2 separate regions of the Pan troglodytes genome follow, and region 2 is linked to region 1. Evidence: chromatin contacts called from public HiChIP or PLAC-seq data. All regions are on one chromosome and are shown on one strand. The core of a region is the stretch at or near the end of the contact, and the rest is flanking DNA. Distances in the headings are between cores, read along the strand shown. Region 1 holds the start of SERTAD3 (SERTA domain containing 3). Region 2 holds the start of LTBP4 (latent transforming growth factor beta binding protein 4).

Region 1 (6,342 bases), core at 2,118-4,617:
CACTGCTTCGAGCCCCCACAAAAACACACACCCAGAGTTGCATTCAGGGATCCAGGCCACCGAAGATGACATGAGGAAGGATCCCCTCTATCACAGTTTTAGGACCCCAGAATGATTTCCATGATGTGATCCAGTTCATTCCACTCCCAGGAACCTGGGGCACAGAAGAGGTTGTGAGGAGGCTCTGGTGGGGCCCGTGCAGGCTCCTTTTCTACCGCAGATGTGTCAATGTCCAGAAAGAAGTCATCCAGGCCAGAGTCCCCCAAGTACCGGGAGCTCAGAGCTTCTAAGAAGACTGGATCAGGCTGGGGTGGCACTTCATTCTGGAGGCCAAGGGGAGTCACTGGATTCTGAGGGGGCTCAGTCCCATCCATGGAGGTGTCCAGCTCCCTGAGGATAGAGCCAATGGTGGCTGACAGGGAGAAATCCTCCTCGCCCAGGAAGAGGGGCTCGGGGGGCAGGGCAGGGGCGGGAGCCAGGCGAAGTGCAGCCTGCAGCTGTTGGAGGGTGTTATGGATGAGGACATGCCTGCGGAGGCTGGGTGCTCGGGGGCCCAGGCTGCGCTGGACTTTGTCTAGGGAGATGCGGAGCAGGGCTTGCTGGTAGCTCTGAAGGCCTGCTGGACTCCACTCCCACCTCTCCTCCTCCTCTTCCAAATCAGAGTGTTTCCTCTTCAAGCCTCCCACCATGATGCCCTGTAGAGAGAAGAGGCGCATAGGGGAAGGTCAGACACCAGACACCGTAGTGCTGGCTCAAATCCCACTTTCTCAGGCCTATTGAGTTGTTAGTGATTTTTAATCATCGGAATCTCAGTTTACTGATCTATAAAATGAAGGCTGTCTGAATCCTACAAGGCTAAGAAGGTGAGTACATATACGATTAAGAAAATAAGATCTGGCCTTAAGTACAGCTAGATTTAAATCTCACTTACTTGCCTGTTGTGGCCTCAAACAGTGAATTTACATCCATGAGAATCAATTTCCTCATCTGCCAAGTACGGATCCTAACTCAAGTTCCTCTAAGCCTTAAAACTGTTCTTCCACAATATTAATTTCTTCAAACATGGAGCACGAAAGACAAGTGTGGAGCACAGAGACCTGGATTGGAAGTAGGGAACCCCAAATCTGAATTCTGTATTGGAAACTGCTCAGCTGCGTGATCATGGGAAGTGATCTGAATGAGTCAATTCTCAGGGCCTCAGTTTCCTCATCTGTAAAATGGGGACTGTAAAAAAATACTTCTCACCACCTCTGTCAAGGAGATGCCACGTATCTATAGGGCCCACCACACAGGAAGTGCTTAATGAACAAGAGTTGTGTTTGTTTTTTGTTAGAGACAGGGTCTCGCTCTGTCGCCCAGGGCTGAGTGCAGCAGCGCTATCACAGCTCACTGCAGTCTCGAAGTCCTGGGCTCAAGCGATCCTCCCGCCTCAGCTTCCTGAGTAGCTGGGATTACCACCACACCCGGCCTCGATCAAGAGTTAATTGCCAGTTATTCGCTCAACAGATTTACTGAGTGCCTACTATATTCGAAATCTCCTGGAGCCCTGTTGGGGAACCTATGTTGAGATTCTTCTTCAACAGTCGGGATATTTCTATGTCCTCTTCCTTAACCGACTGGGAGCGCTCCCAAGAGTAGGAAAGGGGCCTGTCTCATTCCCTTTGCCCGCGCTTTCAGATTCCCCCAAAGCGCGCCCCATAGGAAAACTTGGCTAGAACTCAGCTCAAACCAAGCCCCGCCCCCTCGGGGGTCCCACTCAATCAGACCGCGACACTGTAAGGCCCCGCCCCCCCATGGGTCCTTACAGAGCATCCAGGAACGCCCCAATTTGGCCCAGGGGCTTCTGGGAAACGGGGGCCAACAGCCGCCAGGTACACGAATTGACGTGGAGCACGCACTACAATCCCCAGAGGGCTCCGCCCGTCCAGGGGACGAGCCACCCCCCTCACCCCGCTCTCCCTCAGGGCATGCGCACAGGGGCACAGGCGGGTGGGGGAAGGGAACCCGGACGTCCAGCTGCCGGCGCCCGCCGAGCCCCGCCCTCCATTGCCTCCGGGGCCGCGAGTCTGAGCTCCAGGCCCGGAACACCCCTCCCCCACCCCAGAGTCCGGCTCTAAATTTGCTTTCTCCCGGTCCCTCCGTTCCTTGAAAGTCCGCGATTCTCCTTCCAAACTGCCCTTGGATCCAGAGACCCAGATCCGAACACATCGCTCAAAGACGACAATGCTCCGATCTAGTTCGGGAGACTACGTATCCTAATTCTGATACTTCCTCCCACTTCTCCTAGTCTCCTGACTTTCAAACGCCCCTGGACTTCACCTCCAAACTCGCTGTCCGGCTCCAAGACCCGAACATTGAACTCTTCCCGGCAACCCCCTTCCCCCGCCAGTGCGTCTTGGAGTCCCAAGAATCCTTGACCCTAGTTCTCTCGCTTCTCCAAATACTCAGAATCTCAGCTCCGTACCTCTCACACCTTTTCCAGAACACGATAAAGCCCCGAATTCAACCCGTCCGGAAGACCCAAGTGGAATCGAATCTCCAGGTTCCCTGTCTCAAAAGTTCCTCCCCTCTGTTCTCTCGCTTCTCCAAAAGCCCAACGTCCCAGCTTCAAACTCCCTCCACTTGAAAATACTGCCCCAACAACCTCGCCTCCCCTCCTGGGTCTCGAACTCACTCTCAGGTCCCCAGACCCTCCCTATCATCACCCTGAATCTGAGGCCCCCTCCCCCGGTCCCACCCAGACCCCGCCTCCGCAAGTCCCCGGGGCGCGCTTCTCTCTCCCCTAGCCTAAGGTAAATTCCCAAGCCAGGCGACCACTCCTCACCGCAGCTGCCAGGTTCGCCACGACCACCTCCTGGAACGCCCACAGCGTCGCGACCCGCCAGTGCCAGGACCCACCAGTGATCGGCTGGAGCCTCGCTCACCTCGGCGGGGCCTCTCCGTCTGGCCTCTGGCCCACCAGCCCCGCCCCGGAGCCGAGCCGCGAGCCGCGATTGGCTGGAGTCCCGCCCGCCGCGGGGCGTCGATTGGCTGGGCGGAGCCATCCGCCCGTGCCCCGAGACGCCGGATCCGCCCACCCCTCCCTAGTGCCCCGGGCCATTTAAAGAAGTGCAACTGGCAGGGGGCGGGGCAGCGCCTCCGGGGTGGAGGGCGGCCGGTCCAACAGAACCACTTCCTTCCACTCAGCTACAGTCCTCGCTCCAAGATCGTCACCATTGCTCCCTGCGGTTCCTTTATGGTAGGCCTGGACTCAACCGTGGAGCCAGAGGGGCTGGCATGCCCCTCCCCAAGTCGCTGTGCAGGCGGGCGGGGCCGAGCAACCGGAGGAGGCCGCGCCCCCGGGGCTCCGAGGGAGGACGCTGGGGCGCGGGGGATGACGTAGCGAAAGACCAGCCAATAGTGTGGCGCGGCCCGCGTTGCCTAGGCGATCGTAGCCTCGCCCCCTTGCTGCCCCTCCCGCCCCCTATACATTACCGCGCGGCCCCTTCTTAATCCTCAGGTTTTCTCAGCACGTCCTCTGGTGGTCCCACCTAGGTCTTCTGACACCCTCTTTCCTTCCCCGCTCCATCAAGATGACTCCTCTGCTACTGTTCATGGCTTCCTACCCACCCCGAATACAAACTTCAAACTCCTTACTTTTGCCACAAAGCCCCTCACGACCTTGCTTGATGCGTTCTCCTGGTTCTCTCCGATCCTGCCCCATTGAGTCACTTCCAGTTTTTCTAAAATGGCTTCAAGCTCCCATTCACCCCATCAGGAAAACGAAAGGATTTTCTCTGTTTGTTTTCTTCCCTGCTTTACCCCAGTGTCTACAACAATGCCAGGTACATAATAAGTTCGCAAACATGACAATAAAAGGCCTCTGGATCTTTATTATTAATATTATTTTTTGCCGGGCGCAGTGGCGCACGCCTGTAATCCCAGCACTTTGGGAGGCGGAGGCGGGCAGATCACTTGAGGTCAGGAGTTTGAGACCAGCCTGGCCAACAATGGTGAAACCCCGTCTCTACTAAAAATACAAAAATTAGCTGGGCGTGGTGGCGCACGCTTGTAATCTCAGCCACTTGGGAGGCTGAGGCAGGAGAATCGCTTGAACCTGGGAGGTTGAGGTTGCAGTGAAGGCGAGATCGTGCCACTGCACTCCAGCCTGGGTGACACAGAGATGGGGGAGGGGGGGAGTGGGGGTTTTCTTGTGTTGCCCAGGTTGGTTTTGAACTCCTGGCCTCAAGCAATCTTCTCGCCTCTGGATATTTAAACTTGTTTCCTCATCCTCAAAATATACCCTCAATTCCCAGGCTGCTTCTCAGAACACATTTCAAAGGTTTCCTCCTCTCCGAAGCCCTCCCTGGCAGTCCAGGTTGGGTTAGGATCCATTCTAGGATTCCATGGCCTCCTGTGCCGCCATCCCAGTCCTGGATTGTCAGTTACTATATGGACTGAGGAACGCCCCGCCGAGGGCAGGTACCAAGGATATCTCTGTCAACCACCTCTTGGTCTGCAGGATCACCTAGCACAGGGCTGGACACGTAGCAGGTCCCAGTGAAAGTTTGCTAAATGCTCAGGAATGTGACAGAAAAATAAGGCAGAAAGAAGACACTGCTAGTGTCCTGAAAGCCCACACCCGTAATGCTCCGCCCCTACAACGAGTTTCCCTAAGGGGAGGAGGCAGTTTTCTCCAGGCCACCTCTGGGAAGGGAGGTTTAAGCCTCCTCAGACCAGTTCTTGCCGGTTGGAGTTTGTCAACCAAGTCATCCTGATGTTTGCAGGATAAATGGGAGGGGAATAGGTAGGTGGGTGGTGTGGGTTGGAGGTAGGGAGAGAGAAGTGTCTTAGCTCACCCAGGCCTAGGGAAGGTGTCCCTGGGAAAAAAAGAAAGGGACAGTAGGTTCCAAAAAAGGACATAATTAGGAAGGAGCAATTCTTCCCCTTACTCCTCCAAAACCTGCTCCTCCTATAGGGTCCACAACTCAGGAAAGCCCTACTGCATTTGGGTTTTTGTTTTTGAGACGGGGTCCCACTCTGTCGTGGATGCTGGAGTGCAGTGGCGCACCTTGGCTCACTGCAGCCTCAGCCTCCCTCCTGAAGCACTAGTGTAACTCTGTCCCCGGGTTACAGCCGTGTGCTTCTTTCTGATGCCTCCCCTCCACCCCTCACCAACTGTCCACGCAGGCTCCCAGGCATTCCTCACACCCACTCTCTCCTCCCTTCCTTACAGCTCCTCCTCCAACTCCCTCTGGGCTATCAGCCTCCATTCCTGGACCCTTCCTTTCCACCTTCACAGAGTAGCCAAAGGAAGCTTCATAAAACACCCAACTGTCCCCCCTGCCTTACCTCTCTGGTGCTCCACTCCTTGCATAAATCCTCAAAATAAAGCACAAACTTTTTTTTTATTTTCAGAAACAGGGTCTGGATCTGTCCTACAGGCTGGAGTGCAGTGGCCAGGCCTTGACCTCCTGGTCTCAAGCCATTCTCCCGCCTCAGCCTCCTGAGTATCTGGGACTACAGGTACATACCACCATGCCCAGCTAAGTTTTTAAAAATTATTTTGTAGAGATGGGGTCTCACTATGTTGCCCAACCTGGACTCCTGGCTTCAAGCCATCCTCCCACCTCAGCTTCCTGAGTATCTGGGACTATAGGTGCACACCACCATGCCCAGCTAAGTTATTATTATTATTATTATTATTATTGAGATGGAGTCTCGCTCTGTCACCCAGGCTGGAGTGCAGTGGCACAATCTCGGCTCACTGCAACCTCCACCTCCCAGGTTCAAGCGATTCTCCTGCCTCAGCCTCCTAAGTAGCTGGGATTACAAGTGTGCATCACCACGCCTGGGTAATTTTTGTATTTTTAGTAGAGACAGGGTTTCACCATGTTCGCCAGGCTGGTCTTGAACTCCTGACCTCAAGTGATCTACCCGCCTCGGCCTCCCAATGTGCTGGGATTCCAAGCATGAGCCACCATGCCTGGCCAGACTCAATAAACTGTTACTGGGCGGGGCTCAGTGGCTCACGCCTGTAATCCCAGCACTTTGGGAGGCCGAGGCAGGCGGATCATGAGGTCAGGAGATCAAGATCATCCTGGCTAACACGGTGAAACCCTGTCTCTACTAAAAATACAAAAAAATTAGCTGGGTGTGGTAGTGGGCGCCTGTAGTCCCAGCTACTGGGGAGGCTGAGGCAGAGAATGGTGTGAACCTGGGAGGCGGAGCTTGCAGTGAGCCAGATTGCGCCACTGCACTCCAGCCTGGGCGACAGAGCAAGACTCGGTCTCAAAAAAATAAAAAAATAAAAATAAACTGTTACTGAACAAATGAATGAATGCATACCAAGCAAATCTTACA
Region 2 (6,136 bases), core at 2,293-4,792, 150 kb after region 1:
GGGTTGGGGTGGGATAGGGGGACCAGGGGCCGGGGTCGGGATGGGATGGAGGAGACCCAGGGAGCTGTAGGAGCCTTGCTTCAGCTGGGAAAGGGGCCTCGGAGGATGTTCTGGATGAAGAGACTCTGAGCAGAGACCTAGAGGACAAGTAGGAAGGAACAGAAGAAAGAAGGGAGGGGAAGGGGGCCCCAGCCTGAGGGAACTGTATGTGCAGAGGCTGAGAAGGGCCAAATAGGGTCACATGGGAAGGACACGTGGGCTCCTGGGCTGGAGCACAGAACAGGAGGTGAGGATGGGATGCAGATGCGGGCGGGCCTTGTCAGGCTGTGGAAGGGCTGAGGCTTTGTCCCGTGTGTGGAGCTGTGGCCACTGCATGGGGGATGAAAGGAGGCTTGATGGGAGGCCAGGAGCCCAGGGAGGAGGCCAGGAGGCTGATAGGAGGTGGGGGAGCAGCTGGGACGGGCCTCGGGTCTTCCCTGCAGTGGGAGCAGGGAAGAGCAGAAGCTCTGGGAGACTCCCTGGGTGTTTGGGGCTGGGGTGTCCAAGAGCTGCTGGACCCTTGGGACTGGAACTCAAGAGAAAAGCAGGCTAGGGATGGATAAAGATTGGGATGGCCCCTGGAGAGGCAGGAACTGCAGCCACAGTGGTGGGGACTGGGACTAGGAAGGGTGAGAAAGCGAGGGTGACCACCTCCCCCACTGCACCCCCCAGGGTGTGCTCCGTGCGCTCCGTGGACGGCTCACCCACGACGGCCTTCACAGTGCTGGAGTGCGAGGGCTCCCGGCGGCTCGGCTCTCGGCCCCGGCGCTACCTGCTCACCGGCCAGGCCAACGGCAGCTTGGCCATGTGGGACCTAACCACCGCCATGGACGGCCTCGGCCAGGCCCCTGGTACTCCCTGCCCCACCCCAATCCCGTCCCAAGCCCCACAGCCTCACCCAGAACCACTCTCCACAGCCAACTTCTTGATCTCTCTCCCAGGCCCTTGCCCTCTGACCCCTTTTCCTTTGACCCCCTCTCTGCTCCCCATCCCTTCCTGCCCTTGTTTTTCAACCCCTGTCTCAGCCTCTGGCCCCCATGCGTTGATCTCTGCTTCCTCTCTCCTGTCCTGACCCTCGGTGCTTGCACTGCAATGCAACCCAGGCCCTTGCCCTATAACCCCTGTCTTGCCCCCTGACCCTGCTTCCGTGCCCCCCAGCAGGTGGCCTGACGGAGCAAGAGCTGATGGAACAGCTGGAACACTGCGAGCTGGCCCCGCCAGCTCCCTCAGCTCCCTCATGGGGCTGTCTCCCCAGCCCCTCACCCCGCATCTCCCTCACCAGGTAGCCACAACTCCACTTCCCCTTCTGTGCAATGAGGGGAGAGGGGACAGCGTGGTGTTCCCGGGGACAGAGTGGCCCAGCTGCCCCGTGATGACGTGCACTTACTGTCCTTACTTCCTCAGCCTCCACTCAGCCTCCAGCAACACCTCCTTGTCTGGCCACCGTGGGAGCCCAAGCCCCCCGCAGGCTGAGGCCCGGCGCCGTGGTGGGGGCAGCTTTGTGGAACGCTGCCAGGAACTGGTGCGGAGTGGGCCAGACCTCCGACGGCCACCCACACCAGCCCCTTGGCCCTCCAGCGGTCTCGGCACTCCCCTCACACCTCCCAAGATGAAGCTCAATGAAACTTCCTTTTGAACAACGCAACTGCCATGATGCCTTGGGATGCCCTGGTCCTGGGGGACTCAGGTGCCTCCCTGATTCCTGTGGGAACCCCGGGTTCAGGGCCAGGGCCTCCTTGGAATAAATGGTTATTGTTACTAGGTCCCCACCTTCCCTCTTTTCTGGAAGCCAAAGTCACCGTCCCCAATAAAGTCCTCACTGCCAACATCTTGCTTATTCTTAGCAGGTTTGGGACTCCCCAGGAAAGGGGTGGGGAAGATGTGGGACCCAACCCGATATATGCAAAATCAGGAACATCTACCTCTCTTGTTTAAGCAAAGGGAGGCCAGGCATGGTGGCTCACACCTATAATCCTGGCACTTTGGGAGGCCAGTTTGCTTGTGCTCAGGAGTTTCAGACTAGCCTGGGCAACATAACAAAACCCCATCTCTACAAAAAAATACAAAAATTAAGCAGGCATGGTGGTGCATGCCTGTGGTCCCAGCTTCTTGGGAGGCTGAGGTGGGAGGATCACTTGAACCTAGGAGGCCAAGGCTACAGTGAGCCATGATCACACCACTGTACTCCAGCCTGAGTGACAGAGTGAGATCCTGTCTCAAAAACAAAACAAAACAAAAAAGGTGTTGCAGGGGAGGAATGTGTTGGCTTTTACTCTGCCTTCAGGCATGGCTGGATCTGGGGGTTCAAACACTAATTTAGAATATCTTTTTTTCTTTTTTCTTTTCTTTTTTAAAGTCTCACTCTGTCATCCAGGCTGGAGTGCAGTGGTATGATCTCATGCAACCTCCACCTCCTGGGTTCAAGCAATCGCAATCCTCCTGCATCAGCCTCCCGAGTAGCTGGGATTACAGGTGCGCACCACCATGCCCAGCTAATTTTTTGATTTTTAGTAGAGACAGAGTTTCACCATGTTGGCCAGGCTGGTCTCGAACTCCTGACCTCAGGTGATCTGCCCACCTCAGCCTCCCAAAGTGCTGGGATTACAGGCGAGAGCCACTGTGTCCGGCCCAGAATATCTTTTTATCTCCTAACTTCACTTACCTCTGGAATACATCTTCAATCAGGTTTTCTCTCTGTGGCAAGGTGACTCTAAGCAGCTGCTTAGCAACTCTTTTTTCCCTAGCAACAGCAAAAATCACAAGACTGATTTTCATTGGCTTGAATTAAGTCAGGTGGCCATTCCTGAACCAATTACTGTGGCCAGTGTGATGAAGGCCTTCCATTATTGCAGCCTGGATCATGTGTCCTGCTGTATTTTTAGTAGAGGCAGGGTTTCACCATGTTGGCCAGGCTGGTCTCAAACTCCTGACCTCAGATGATCCACCTAACTCGGCCTCCCAGAGTGCTGGGATTACAGGAATGAGCCACCTTGCCTGGCTGGCCTTGGGATTTTTTTTTCCCCAAATAATGCCCGTTCCTACGGCACTTCCTTGAGGAGGTTTTCTGCATCTTTTTTCCTTGTGCCAATAAAAAAGGGACAGAAAGTGGGGACAGACTAGGAGTAGAGAATACTAGAACATGCTAATTCTAGAATTCCATAGTTTCTGGAATGCCAGAGCTTCTGAAACATAGTAGAGAGGGGTCTCGAACATTAGGACATCTCGGACACAAGGATATTCTGGAGTGCTCATGGATTAACAATATTAGAGTTCTCCCCTGCTTATCAGAGAATCCAGAATATAGAAGTTTCTGACAAAAAGGACCTGAAAAATCACTGATTCTAGAATAGGGGAGTGTCAAGGGGAGTTCATACCCATGAATCTCCACCGGTAGGAATATTTTGCATGCCAGGATGTCTGGAATGCTGAGAATTATAGGATACAGAAAGGAACCTGGATTACTAGGAAATCTAGAGAACGGGAGAGATCCTGGACTATCCGCCCTTCCAGAGCACTGGAAGGTTTGTTTGCGTTCCAAGAAATCCATAATGGCAGGAGATTCCGGATTATCAGAGAATCTGGAACACAAATGGGAGACGTAAAAGGTGAGTGCCTCTGAAACCGGGGTGTTCTGAAATAGCTGTGCACCTCAAACCCTAGTTTTGTTTTTGTTTGTTTGTTTTTGAGACAGGGTCTTGCTTTGTTGCCCAGGCTAGGGTGCAGTGGTGCAATCATGGCTCACTGCAGCCTCGGCCTTCTGGGCTCAAGTGATCCTCCTGCCTCAGCCTCCTGAGTATTTGGGACTACAGGTGTGTGCCACCACAGCCAGCTACTTTTTAAGTTTTTTTATAGAGACATTGTCTCACTATGTTGCCCAGGCTGGTCTCAAACTCCTGGGCTCAAGCCATTCTCCTGCCTTAGCATCCCAAAGTGCTGGGATTACAGGTGTGAGCTACCATGCCCAGCCTCACACTCTAGAAAATTTTTTACATGCCAGGATATTCAGAATATTGGGGGATATTGGCATGTTAGGAAATCTAGTATGTGGGGGGAGGGCCTGGAAGGTCAGGAAATCTAGAATATGATGGTGTTTTGTAATGCTCACAGATCTAAAATATTAGAGTCATTTTTTTTTTCCAGGCCGGAGAATCCAGAATGCTCGTGTTGCTGGAATGCTGGTCATTCTATTTTTATTTCATGTTTAAATTTTTATTATTTTCTTTATTTCTTTTTTTTGAGACAGGGTCTTTCTCTGTCGTCCGGGTTGGAGTGCAGTGGTGTGATCTCAGCTCACCTCAACCTCTGCCTCCCGGGTTCAAGTGATCCTCCCACCTTAGCCTCTTGAGTAGCCGGGATTACAGGCGTGCGCCACCATGCCTGGATAATTTTTGTATTCTTAGTAGAGACAGGGTTTCACTGTGTTGGCCAGGCTGGCCTGAAACTCCTGACCTCAAGTGATCTGCCCTCCCACCTCGGCCTCCCAAAGTGCTGGGATTACAGACGTGAGCCGGCCTTTTTCTGGGGGAGGGGGTGGGGGGGGAGAGAGAGAGAAGGGAGAGAGAGAGGAGAATTTGGGATGTCAGCAAATCTAGAACACTGAAGAGCTGGGTTTTTTAAATGCTAGAGATAGTATTATCCTAGTATAGTATTAACTCTGTGTGGTTTTGTGTGTGAGAGGGCATGGGGGGAGGGGTGGAAGATTCTGGAATGCGGGGGGACTAGAACTCTGAGGGATTCTGAAGGGTTGAGATGAGTTAGGATTCAAGAGGTGACATAGACACGATCCTGGGAGATAGTGACACTGATGGGAGGGATGGGGAGCTGGGGACTCCAAATTCTAGGGGGAGGGGAGGCTAACGCCGGAAGTTGCAGTGGTGAGCCAGAGGCTGTTGCCTAGCAACAAGCATTGAAGATGCGCTGGATCCCGGACAGAAGGGAGAAATTTCAGCAGCGCCCCCAGCAAATGCTCCAGCCACAGGGTAGGAGGTGGTGAGGGGGGAAGCGGGTAGGGATATGCTGTCCTGCAGGGTCATGTTAGCAGGGGTCTTGGGGGTTATACAAAAACAGGGTCATGGAGTACAGTCATGGGGCAGAGCCGGGCTCTGGGACAGCCCACGAATAGCTGTGAATGGAGTGTGAGTGCCGTCGTCACCTGCCCCAGGGACTGTGTGTCCCTGGACGGTGCTGGACCCAGATTTCTGGGTGTCAGTGTGGGATGGAGGCATGGATTGCCGTAGGTGGCAGTAACGGTGTGTAGCCGTGTGAGTCAGCCTGTGTGTCTCACAGTGAGGGGGGGTGAAGGGCTTCCCCGTCAGTCCTGCACACCCTCCTGGATTGGAAGAAGGAGCAGGAGTGGGGGGTGGGGGGTGCAACTGGATCAGTTGCCATTTTTGGTCTGGGGTGGGCTGTGTGGTCACGGCGTGTGGCCTAGTACCCTGTGTGGGTGGAGCCTGGGATCCACGAGGTGGGGGCGGGGCTAACGCTACAGAACTGGAAAGCTTAAGAATCCAACTGCTGTGGGATATGGGGCCTGGAACCCCAAAGCGAAGCAAACATGAAAGGGGTGGGCTTGGGATCCTACATGTGGTCACGTCCCAGTTTTCTGTGGGAAAGGGTGTGGCCTGAAACTCTGGAAAAAGAGGTGATTAGGGGCAGAGTGAAGCTCTGAGGGTGGTGCCTTAGGGAGAGAAGGGGCTTGTATTTCAGAGAATATAGGGTGGAGCCTTGAATTTATGATGATCTTCTCAAAGAATTGATCCCTTCTCAAGGCCCTAGGCTTCAGGGGTTCCAGGCTCACCATCTGCAAAAGCTTGCTCCCCGAATCTCTGTCCCTCAGTGAACCCAGCCAGGCTCTGCCCCTGACCCACAGGATCTGCTCCCAGGGGGGTCCTGGGGGCTCCTGGCTGTGCCCCCTCCTGCACCTCACTTATTGCCATCCCCAGAGGGTATCAGACCCCCTTCCTTGCCTGAGTCTTTGAATGCTCCCAAGAGCTTTGAGTCTCAAGCTGGGCTTGAGACCCTGAGTTTGAAGGCTTGAAGCCTGGAACCCCGGTGTGGACGGGGTTTAAGGGCCCCTGTGGCTTGCAGCTCCTAGTGG

The links. HiChIP or PLAC-seq counts read pairs in DNA pulled down with a chosen protein or histone mark.
Region 2: an H3K4me3 HiChIP or PLAC-seq map of stem cell-derived excitatory neurons shows a contact between it and region 1, with 4 times the contacts expected there. The contact joins the promoter of LTBP4 here to the promoter of SERTAD3 in region 1. A contact is called at or near these places in 1 of 7 Hi-C or Micro-C datasets (stem cell-derived neural progenitor cells) and 1 of 1 datasets of contacts at active chromatin or transcription factors (stem cell-derived excitatory neurons).

What each region holds. Positions count from the first base shown.
Region 1 is chr20:43,528,423-43,534,764 of NHGRI_mPanTro3-v2.0_pri, forward strand. SERTAD3 (SERTA domain containing 3) reads right to left here and starts at 3,368. Exons shown (of 2, transcript XM_512665.8): 1 at 2,825-3,368; 2 at 1-695. The coding sequence starts at 689. The coding sequence ends at 99.
Region 2 is chr20:43,675,436-43,681,571 of NHGRI_mPanTro3-v2.0_pri, forward strand. It overlaps LTBP4 (latent transforming growth factor beta binding protein 4), which reads left to right and starts at 3,543. Exons shown (of 33, transcript XM_016936012.4): 1 at 3,543-3,644. The coding sequence starts at 3,629. SHKBP1 (SH3KBP1 binding protein 1) reads left to right here. Exons shown (of 18, transcript XM_016936013.3): 16 at 712-890; 17 at 1,198-1,321; 18 at 1,444-1,865. The coding sequence ends at 1,675.